Regions from separate parts of the Mus musculus genome. Here region 1 is linked to region 2. The links are chromatin contacts, called in public HiChIP or PLAC-seq maps. All regions are on one chromosome and are shown on one strand. The core of a region is the stretch at or near the end of the contact, and the rest is flanking DNA. Distances in the headings are between cores, read along the strand shown. Region 1 holds the start of Il6st (interleukin 6 signal transducer). Region 2 has its middle 18 kb from the start of Gm15322.

Evidence for each region. HiChIP or PLAC-seq counts read pairs in DNA pulled down with a chosen protein or histone mark.
Region 1: an H3K27ac HiChIP or PLAC-seq map of regulatory T cell precursor shows a contact between it and region 2, with 4 times the contacts expected there. The contact joins the promoter of Il6st here to the enhancer-like site in region 2. A contact is called at or near these places in 1 of 39 promoter capture datasets (pre-B cells) and 4 of 115 datasets of contacts at active chromatin or transcription factors (double positive thymocytes, pancreatic cancer cells, regulatory T cell precursor and 1 more).

The regions. Positions count from the first base shown.
Region 1 is chr13:112,461,149-112,466,805 of GRCm38.p6, reverse strand. Il6st (interleukin 6 signal transducer) reads right to left here and starts at 2,736. Exons shown (of 17, transcript NM_010560.3): 1 at 2,556-2,736.
Region 2 is chr13:111,974,261-111,980,445 of GRCm38.p6, reverse strand. No RefSeq gene overlaps it. Among named protein-coding and RNA genes, the nearest start is that of Gm15322, 18 kb to the left of the region's middle. Within about 2 kb of position 2,530, at least 92 of the 459 cell types and tissues checked have an H3K27ac peak or open chromatin away from gene starts, as enhancers often do. A contact at or near this core is called in double positive thymocytes, pre-B cells and regulatory T cell precursor, where this site is marked.

The sequences.
Region 1 (5,657 bases), core at 1,487-3,986, 490 kb before region 2:
CACAGACATCTGTGTTCCCAGGGCCCTTTCAGAGTTCCCTAAGAGGATTCACCGTGTAGCACTGGAGTTACACAACTTCACATGCTGAGACTCTTGAGGCACTTAGGGAACAACTAAAAGAACGTTTAGTTTGCACATGTATGTCCGTATGTAAGTGCTACTGACAGAGAATGTGCGTGTATGCAGCCTGAAGGTGCACCCAGGGCCTGGCACATGCTAGGCATGCACTCGACTACTGGCTACATTCCCAGCGTAAACATGAGCTTTAAAACACCTAATATAGTCACTTTACTCTGCCATTCATATATTCGGTATGAAAAAGAACGTATTACAGTTAAGGGCTCAGACAGAGCTCAGGAAATCTATGTATAAATATAGAATCTGATAATAACGTGTTCGCCTTTGTATAAAAGGGGCGAGTAAGACCTACTATTTAATAAGGCTTTGAAGGGCACATGAACATAAGCCAAATGTTCTGTGACTGACATACCAAGTTGCCTAAGCAGTAGATAGTAAACTGAATATATTGTGGTAACGGCACATGGTAGTCCTTTACTTTGTCCCATGGTCCCGTTCTAGCCGCAGTTCTACATCCGGATTTCGATCTCTCTAGTTTCCTCTTTACCCAAACCTTAACCAGGTTCCCAGGCTGACCTCTGGGAACCCCACTGAATATTTCAATTCCAATCCCTAAACACCCACAGTACTTTCTGTATCACTCATTATTTCATTGAAACTACTCCCGTATCCGAGTAGTTTTTCACACAGTTTGTTTACCCGATTTTGTAAACTGAAAAACCTAGGTGCTATCTCAGGCATCTTTTATAAATTCCAGAGCAGGCTGAATGCTTACTAAAATCATCTCACCAGAAACCTCACCTGTGATCAATCCACGTTTGCAATCAAAGATGAGGAGAAAGCTTTAAGAACTTCCTGCTTCCTTAGCAGACAAGTTGCAAATGTACCAGGGCCAGGTGAAGCAAATGTGTGGCAAAATGACACCTGAGATCACTTCCAGGGAAAACCCCTTCCTGCTCCCACTGCAGGGTTGTGGACAACACTCAACTCCCCAGACCAAACTGTAGGAATGCGATAAGAGATCCATCAACACAACAGTTTGTAGGCACAGGCTTTGGAGCCATGTTTTTTGAGCCTGTTCCCTTTTCTAGAAGGTAGATATTGTAACACCCACTTCATAGGTATATAATAATCAGTATTCATTCTAGCACTGAACTGAAATGCCACATTCTCTTAGGAAAAACTATTTCAAAATGAAAACACAAAGTCATAAATAAAACAGAACAAAATGCCCAGTTACATAAGAATGTTGCTTTAAATGAGCGGGTAACAGTATTTGTAATATTCTAAATCACTAATGCCAACAATACAAATTTCTACTATAAAGTTTATCCTTAGCTGACCTTTCCCCCACTGTAATTTTTTCTCTCTCTTTCTCTTGTGAGTAGAAGCAAATGAACACACACACACCCCACCCCCAGAAACCTGTGGAAAACAGAATTTAACCGACTAGCAGATTAGTCCTACAAATGTAGCATTCCAGATCAGAGCTCAAAAATAATTCCCAATGATAAATATAAACACAAACTTGGAAAATTAAGACGATGACGATCATCCCCTGATAATGTGTCAGTAATTTCAAATTAAGAGTCGTTCCAACTGGAAGCTGGCAGTCAGTCAGTCACACACGGTCTAAAAGAGTTTGTTTACAACACTGACCAGACCAAAGATTTTTCAGAAGATTCGCGCTGACATTCCAGCACTCACTGACTACTTTTAAGCAGTACAGCTGCTGTAATGTCCAATAACTATACAAATTAAGCCAAAACGAGTTTCTTCTTAATGGAAAAATGACAAGAACAGAAGTGGACCAAGCCCTTTATATTATGTTTGCTTTGAGTTTCTGAATTTTGGTTGTTCATCCAAAAGAGAGCCCCCTGCCAGCTGGAGAAGGGGACACGTTTACGCTTAGGGGAGGAGGTGAAAATCTAAAGACCGATGATGGGCTTGCTCTCGGGATGTAAAGGCACGCGGGATTTATTAGGAAGGGTACGGACCGAAGGGAAAGTTAATATTTATAAACACTGGACTTTCATTAACGCCTAAATGTTAAGATGTCTGGGTGAAAAGTTCGCTCTGGATTAAGAAACATCAAGAGCAGGGAACGGTAGCATTTCACGGGACACAGAAGACCACACTTTCTAGGGCCATGTCCAGAGTAGGATCAGGGAGCACGGCACGGGAACTGGAAGAACGCAGGACGCGGTCACCCAGGACGCGCGATCCCGAGAGGACTTTGGGGCGGGGGCTTCGGAACTGTGCGTCAGGAACGCGGCTGGAGAAGGCGGGTGACAACATCAGGGAAGTCGGAGCCCGGAGCGGGGAGGGAAGGAATGCGGGGATTCCCAGGCCAGCCCGACCAGCTCCGGGCGTGCGCTCGGCGCCGGTCCAGCCCGGCCCCGCTGGGCCTCGGGTGCCAGGTGGCGGCCGCTCCAGGCAACCCGCACCCTCCCGCGCCGGGGCCCTGTTCTTCTCACCTTCCGGACGCGAGCCTCGCCGCTCCTGAGCGTCCCTCAGCCCCGCGGATCCCGGCCCACACCACCGGTCCCTCAGCGGAGCCGCAGCCCGGATGGCTCGAAGCTCTGGCCTCCCGACCGCACACGCCACCCTCCGTCCGCCGCTGACCCGGGCTCTCCTAGCTCCGCCCCCCACGGCCCCGCCCCCCGGAGCCAGAGACCGCGAGCTCATTGGCTCTGGTCAGTCTCGGAGCGCGCGGCCATTGGCTCCGGGTCGCCGGAGACGAAGGGGCGGGACTGCAGGCCTCTGCGATTCCCGTAACGCGGCTCCCGGCGTCCGGGATTCCGGAGGCTGAGCCTGGTCGCCTTTCCTAGACTAGATCGAAGGCTTCCCCGCCGCACTTGGGTGGGTGGCCGGAACGGAAAGTTCCATTTTCTCTAGGGTAATGGGTCGCGGACAGCAACCCAGGTGCCTCCCGCGACCCCTCTCCCCGGACCTCGGCTGTCTCCCTGGGCTGTCTTCCCCAGAGGGCCTGCGAGCCTCCGGCGACTGCTAGGAGGCCCTTGGGACTCTGGAGGCAAGGGAACTCCCTGGGGACAGGGCAGGACTTAGTGGCCCTGACTGTACTCGCCCATAGTGACCGCTTCGGACCCAGGCTTAAGTAAACGAACCTTGCTACTGTGCAATTTTTGTTGTTGTTAGTAAATGAGTTTGGGTGTCATTGATTGATCCGTGAACTGGTGACCTGCCAAGAAACTGTTATCTTTTTGCGGTTTGAGTCGCCTGATGTGTGATTAGAAATACCAAGGAAAAACCTATTTCATTGTAATCCACCACCCTTCCCTTGATTGGAAAACGACCTTAAGGCTGCAATGTGCGTGAGTGCACGTGTGTGATGTGTGTATGTGTGTAGTGTGTATACAAGCAAGTTGAGAAACTTAAAAGATAAGGGATGTGTAACTGTAAAGAAACACTCCAATTTGCATTGGTTATCTTTTACTGAGCACGGAGCCCGCCCTTGGAGTGCAATTGATATAATATATAATCAGTGTAACTCCACTGATGGAAATTGATTTTCTCATTCCCAACATCTACCTTTTGTTTTGCTCTAAAGGAGACAAATGACAGGAAGCTGGACGGATGGAGGGGTGTGTGGGAGAAGTTGAGGGAACAGCAAAAAAAAAAAAAAAATCTGGTAAAAATATACTGTATACAATTCCCAATAAAAAACTTTTAAAAGTGAAGAAATGACTCAAAAAAAAAAAAAAAGAGAGAAGGCTAGAGACTTTTGGAAGAAAGGCTAACATAATGATTTGCAGAGCAAACAAATACCCATTAATTAGTCATTGTAAAGTTCTTTGTTATATTGACAATTCAGATGAGATCAAATGGATCAAACTGCAGTCTTGCTCTCTGCCCCTCCCTCCCCCTTTTCTTGCCTCTGTTGCATCTCTATACCCCCAGCTCTGAATTATGACCCCTTAGCTGTTGGTCAGCTAGTTTGAAAAAACACTGCCAAGGGCCTGGCTAAAAGAGTCTCAAACACACTAGTGGTTGATGTGCTGAAGCTAAAGATGTGTTTGTCTCTTGCTCAGGGTGTGACAAGATCGAATGGAGGGAAAAGACTTGTAAGGGCCTTTGTTCAATTGAAGACCTTACAAAGGTGCTTAGTAGGTCTGCTGAACGACTATTTAAATGCAAATCCTACGGTTGTTACTTCCCATTGCTGTGACCTTGGAAAAGTCTTGAGTTTCTTCATCTGCAAAATGAGGAGGACGGTTCTGACCTGCTAAGTTGCAAGAATGAACTTATTTAAAACAGCGAGAGGGTTTGACGCACTGTTCAGTAAATATCAGGTGTCCTCGAATGACTCCTCTGCCATCGCACCTCAGTAGACCTTTCTGCATTACAGCATTTATTTAAAAGTTTGTTTATCTGAGGTGGTTGTGGATAGAAGGAGGTGAATGTTTTATAATGGATTCACCTGCCTTGGACCATGGGTGGGGAATCCGAAGGCCTATACTGCCTCTCTCGCATACATGACTTATCACTTTGTCTGTATTGGCTCAGCTCAAGCCTTGCCACACAGCAACTCACACTTTGTGAGAGTGATTAAAATCCTGAGCAAAGGGACTGGAGAGATGGCTCAGCAGTTAAAACGCCTGATGCTCTTGCGGAGGACCCAGGTTCAATTCCCACCACCCATCTCAGGTGGCTCACAGCCAATGTAAGTTCAGTTCCAGGGAATCCAACAATCCTCTTCTGATCTCCAGGGACCCCTGCACATACATGGTGCACATAAACTCACAAAGGCACACACAAACATGAAAAGAAAAAGAAAACCAACAACTTTGACAAACAATCCTAAACAGAAAAGATAAATCAATGCTTGATGAAGAATTTTCAGAACTGCAAGACACTAAGAAGGACGCACCCACTCTGTGGAAGTTGCTTGATTTTCCAGACCCCTCTATAGAATATTGGTCCGGAAATAACCCCTTTCTAGTTAAGAGTTAATCACTAGAAATCCCCATTGAACATTGCAATGTATGGGTTTTTGTTTTGTTTTGTTTTGTTTCCCGTTGTAACATCTTGTTGGTTCTAAATATGGTTGATAATAAGTACCAGTTGGTGGAAGAGCGTATAGGGAGAAGACTGGGTAGAGGAGTGTCATATGCCCCACCTTCCTTCTGTGAGTAGGACAGGTGAGCAAAACTAATGACACATGCTCTAGGATGAAGGTGACAAATGTGGAAGACAAACTTTACCTGCTTTGGTCTACCTAAATCTGGCCCTGACCGGGATAGCTGCATAATTCCTTGTCTGTGCCCTGGAATGTTTCTGAAACTCTGTGTCAGTCTTGTAGTTGGTCACCCGCCCTAATGTCATCTAATGAGTGCAGCCTCCTAGTTGATGATTCATTGACTGCTCTGAGCTCACCATTTCTCATCCCTTTCCAAAGATCATCAGCTTCATTGTATATGCAAGCGGTCCACAGGTAAAGCCACGCCTCCAGCCCAGTCAGCTAAAGAAACGATGCCATCTCTCCTAAACCTGGGGCTGTGTTTCCTTCTCAGTACCTTTAGCCACCTACAGCTGTAAGCCTTTGTGCTCACTCCCAC
Region 2 (6,185 bases), core at 1,281-3,780:
AATTACATGGTGTTATGAGCCAAAAGATAGACCACGAGATCTCAATGTTGCTACAACTTGCCAGTGACGTAAATTATCATTAACACACTGCATCCGAAACTAAGAGCGCTTCACCCAAAATGCTCCCGCGGGGAAACAGCCCACTGAAATGACAGAGCGAAGGCAGAGGCTGAGGTCACAGCTCCTGGAACACAACAACCTGTAGATGTTTGAAGAAAGCGAATTATTGCTACGGCCGGTCTTGATGGAGACTAAACTAACTGCACTTATCTGTAATGAGTTTTTACAAAATAATGCTACCAACGCAGTTCACACATGCTGGAAACCGGGCTAAGCTGGCTTTCAGACATAAGGCCATCAGTGCATTCAGAGAAACAATCGCTGCAATTATAACTAATTAACTGGCCTAAACAGTTGGGAGCCGGTTGGAGAGGTCTGAGCTGAAATGTAAATGAGGAGGGAGGGGCCTGCTGCAAAGAGATGGTGTGGCATATTTGTTTTGTTTTGACTTCTTTCCAGACATATTTCAGTTTGCATAAGTATTTGAAGGTCGGATCAGACAGGATTTACAGCACAATGGTATCAGGAATGTCTTTATGAAAACTCTGATATGGTCTAAATTAGGTTTCAAGAAGGGGCGGGGCAGCCGTGGGAGCTCAAGTCTATATCAGTGTCTACTCTGCACCCTAATGGGCACCTCGAACCACTTCATCCGTCACAGGCCAACAAGTGAGCCCTTTAGGGAGTGGATCTCAGCTATCGATTCCTGCAGCATCAGAGGCAGCCCCGAGGGAGCTCCCCAGCCCGCGGATTTCGGATTTCAGCAGTACTCTTGTGACCTTTGGTTGACCTTGGGCTCTGCGAGTGGAGGGTTAAAGTTGTCTTTTGGCATTGGAGCCTGGCTTTTTCCTTCTCCAAATGCTTTCAGAGAAATCCGAGGGAACCCCACCCCTCTGCAGTGGGCAAGCTGCTTCCTGTAGAAGTAGAGAGGATCCTGCTTGCTCCGGTGAAAAGGGCTCTTCAGCACAGAAATGCCTTCTCTTTCTCGAGAAGTCTGCTTTCCCCTCAGCCTCTAATTACCACAAAGGCCTCTTTTGGCGTCTTCTCCATGAAGGCAGATAAAACAAAGCAATGTGTAAAAATCCAAAATCTGAGTGCTTTTAAGGTGAGAATGAAGCCAAGCCTGGCAGGCACCTGACAGACTAAACCGGAAGAGCCCGCTCCTCCATAAACTCAGTTTCCCCTCGGAGGTGATGGCTGAAGGGCAGGTAAGTCAGATGGGCCTGAAACTGCAGCAGCTGGCTCTCTTTAATAATGCCCGTCTCAGTGCTCGGCATGGCTATTTTGCGGCGTGCTGTGGAGTGAACAGGAAAGCTTCCAAGAGAGGTTTAATTGTTTACATTCAATGAAAGGAAAAGTCGGACTAGAAGTGCTCAGATATAATCTCGCTCTGATTAAAATGGTTCTATTGTGTTATGACCCATAACCCTGTTAGAAAGGTGAATCCAGGACTTTGCCCAGCCATGGGCACCCCTTTTATACAAGGGAGCTATACATGCAGGCATGGACGGACAGACACGCCTGGTGGCTCGCAGCCATCCTGGCTGCAAGAAGGGTTTATTTTCCTTTAGGAGTCCACAGCTGATCAGTGTTCTGCTGCCTGGGCTGTTTCATAACTTTCCGTGTAATTAAGCAGTTGGCATGACCTTCCATAGCAAGATAATAACAGGAGTTAGCCAAGGCAGGGCTTGTGCACAAGAACCCTTTGGGCTGCTCAAGCATTCAAATAGATGCAAAGCCAGCTTCCTAATCCAAAACCCAGTGGCACCTGGCTCCCTAGCATGTGAGCACACATACACACGATCATGCACACACACACGGCAAGCAATCATGGCACTATTTCCCATAACTCAGTAACCGCAGGGTCCAATTCAAAGATGGAGGGAAAGTACCCTGTGCACCATGTCTTACGGCTGAGCCTGGAGGTGTGCGTCAAGGTCACTCATTTTGAAACGGCAAATCTCTACAGATCGCCAGAAACAAGCTGGTTTTGAAAGAAATACGTCTGACTTTAAAAGAAAGCACATTAGCCACTGAGCACCAAATGGGTTTTAGTAAATGTATTTAAAAAAAAAAAAAAAGTCGGGCCTTCTTGGAAGGTGAAATCTGAATTGTGTTTCCTGCACAGCACAGAAAGCAAGCAGTGGGTGGGAGAGAGGGTAGCCTACAAAGATGGCCGCTGCCACCCATGCTGTTCCTTTCTGGGCTGCATATGCTGTCTCTGCATTGAGGAAGGAGCATTTGAGTCTCTCCTTGGATCTGAACCGTACGCTTAACTGGACAACGACGATGACAGGAGTGTGTCTGTGACTTCTGAGCCGCCTTCTTAGCTGCACACGGTCCGGCGGGTCCCTTTGAAACTCTGCCTGGCGGAGTGCTTCTGCCGGGACCTTGTCTCTCTGCTGGGTGAGACTCGAAGTTCAGTAAAACCACAGCAGCTTGCAGTGAGCAGCCGGAAGCAGCTGCAGGCGGGCGGGCGGTGACGGAAGCCTTCCCAGCGAGTGCGCACCCTCATTAATAACAGCCTGCAACTGCGTACGGATGCTGAGCAAGAGCTACCCATCCAAACCCAGACAACGCTGCAAACAAGACTGTGGAGATGAGGAGCATGTGTGGGGCTAACAAGCACAGTCTTTGGTCATCTTTTTGTCATAGATTTATAAGAGCCACCTGTCAATGAGGGACAGTAACTCTTTACTGGATGTTTTAAATATATTTTGTTCATTTTAAGAATTTACACATATAGAATACACACATACATACACACATATATATACACATATATATATACATATACACACACATATATAATATACATGTATATACATATACACAAATGTATGTATGTGTGATAATCTATATGCATATGTATACACCTATATAGCTATATAGATATATATACCTATAAATCTATGTATCTATATACCTATGAATCTATATATCTATATACCTATGAATTTATGTACCTATATGTCCATATCTATAGCTTTATCATCTATATCTATATCTATATCTATATCACTAAGCTTGATTTGCACATGCTACCTATATTCTCTTGTTACAGGGTCACCCACCAGAGCACAGCGACCACACTTTTAAAGAAAACTGACTCTTCATTTCTCAGAAACCATAACTTGATAGTTCCTCAGTTAGAGGCAGGGAATCATAAGCCCCGCCCTCTCTCCAAGCTAGAATGCTGACTGGCTTGATCTTGCACAGGTCTTGTACAGTTTGCTGGACATTTTCACACATTTTTCCTCTTGTTGCCACTTTGCCTCTCCTCTGCCATTCAGTTTTTTTGTTTGTTGTGGTGTAGTCAGTAGTTTCCATTATTTGATTCTATGGTTTCTCTTTTACAATATTTATTTCAAAGACCTACTTCATGCCAAGTCTATACCCATTTATTTGACCATAAGTGTTTGAACTTTACAAATACTCATTATTGGGCACCTCTTTTGTGTCAGGTACTCTCTTGCTAGATAAATAGTGGATACGATAGACTAGGACCAAGCTTTCAATGAGCTATAAAGCATGGTCGTAGAGACATCATTCTCATTAATGAAAAATCTGTATGAAATCCTAATAGCCACCAACAGCTGGACCACATACAATGCTGCAAACAGTGAAAACGAGTGAGTGTTCTGTATTTTATCTATCAATCAAGCTACCTACCACCAGTGGGGAATGAATTTGAACCCAGACCTCCTATTAGGAATGAATGATGGGAAAAGGTATTACACTGCTGTGGAAGGAAGCCCACAGTGGAGTGATCATGGGCTGCTGCAGAAGTCAAGCACCCTGAAGGAGCTGTTGTTTAAGTACTGGCAGTTGTATAATTATAATTTTGCTTTATGTTGAAATCATTGACCTATCAGGAGTTAAAATGAGCTCAACAGCAGTGTTCCTAGTTGTAAAGACAACATGAGTGCGAGCTGCTGATACTTCGTGTCAAGATGTCTATGTGCCTGTGTGTCTGTCTCGAGGCCCTGGAATCTGTTTTAAAATTCTCTCTGTGCTCCCTACAATTATTTCAGCTTTATATTTGAGCCAGGATGAATGCTGTGCTTTAACAAATACTCTTACCAAATCGTTTCTCTTGATGTACGCTGGGCTTCTCCAACCAATTCCCTGAGCCCACATTTGAACTAAGATTCACTTGTTCCAGCTAATCTCACCCTTCGTTTTCTAGTAATGCATGCTTATTTTGTCAATATCTGTAGTAAAATATTATTGTAGCCATATTTATTATACTTTTTAGTCTAACTTTTAAAAATGTTTATTATTTTTAAATCATGCATACTAAGCATGCCCTATCTCAAGAATTGCAGAACGACATCCCTGCATCCCTCCACTGCTCTGACTCCTGCAGAGGGCCTTACATGAGCCTTTTTGATCTGTCACTTTCATGCCTGCAGAAGACATCCACTAAGCATTCTCTTGTTTTTAAAAGCACAATGTTAAGTGGTCCTTATTCTCCAGACATGCCATTTCCTTTGTCTTGTCTCTAACATCTTTTTCAAGTTTGAGTCATTCAGTATGTTTTTTTCTCTGTGCTTCCAATCTATGGTCATATCAGTTTGAATGCACCTTGGGTCTTTGGCTCGGTAATTTCCTTTTCTGGTTCTAGATCATTCACCATTCATGTGTGTGCACATAGAGATGTTCAGATGTGTGTGGATAGATAGATAGCTGGAGTGAGAGACGAAATACAGAACCCTCACTCATGGTCACTGTTTGCAGTAGTGTGTGTGCACACAGTAGTGTGTGTGCACACAGTAGTGTGTGTGCCCTTGACCTTTTCGGATCCAGCTGTTGATAGCTATTAGGATTACATATAGATTTTCACTCACGAGAGTAATGTTTCTATGAACATGTTTTTTGAATGATTTTTTAATAGAACTTTCTCTGGGATACATAGGAGAAAAATTTCTAGGCCATATTGTATGCATACATTCAGTCTTACTAGTTGATGCCAGATTGTTTTGCACAGTGATCGAACCATTCCTCAAGGCAATTTTTGACCTTCCACTGCTCCATATTACTCTCAATAATTGATATTTGCTACCTTTTAATTTTTTATTCGTCTGATCTATATATAGATGTCATTGTAGGTTTTTTGTTTTAAGTTTATCCAGACTAGATTTCAATTATTCTCATGGGTCTTGTATCTGTTTCCTCTTCTGGAAAATGACTGTTCACAACAGTGGGCCAGTTGTATTTGTGGATTGAAATTTATGAAGATGAGAGAAGAAATTAAGTAATGGCAAACTGTTCTACTATTGAGCATACCCTGTCCCTCTCTCTCTCTCTCTCTCTCTTTCTCTCTCTCTCTCTCTCCCTCCTCTCTCTCTCTCTCTCTCTCTCTCTCTCTCTCTCTCTCTCTCTCTCTCTCTCTCCATTGCATCCTTTCTTTTCTTATGATCTTTGTTAACTTCACCAAGAGTTGTCCTGACGTAAGTTTTTATTTACTAAGTGTTCTCAGGCCATAGCTTCTGTAATGCATTAAGGGTATGCATAGTATCTTTCTTTCTTAAATGAAATAAGATGCTGTACTCTAGCAAAGAAAGGAGTTGACAAAGGAAAGTCTATGCAAGCATGCACAGAAGAGCAGCCAAAGTGCATTCTTAGGATCGGAATTAAACAGGAGGAAATTTCAGAACCTACGGGCCCTGTCTGTATGTCAGTGGTCCGATAATCCTCCCACTACAGCCAATACCATAGCTTCTGCTCTGGGAATGAATCCCAGCAGTTCTATGTGCAGCCACCATGTCCGCTTTACAAGTAGTGAATCTAAGATTCAGTGGGTGTTGGGTAGAGCTGTATAAAAGTGTCAGGTGACCGGAGAGTCTGACAGACAGACAGACCAGAGCCCTTCTGCATCTGTGTATTTTTAAAAGCCTACATGGAGAGGTCAGTACAAGGCCACGCCTGCCCCTTGAGAGTGGGGGATGAACTAGTGCAGAGTTGTCATTTTCCAGGGAAAAGTGTGTGGGCAGCCTCCTTTCTGTCTGGACAAATGAGAGCTGCCAGGGGAGTCATTAATTAGTATGTGGTGATGGCTCCGTTCAGTTGCCTCAGGACTCAGATCAGGGCAACACAAGAATTTTGAAAAGTTGCTTCTCCAA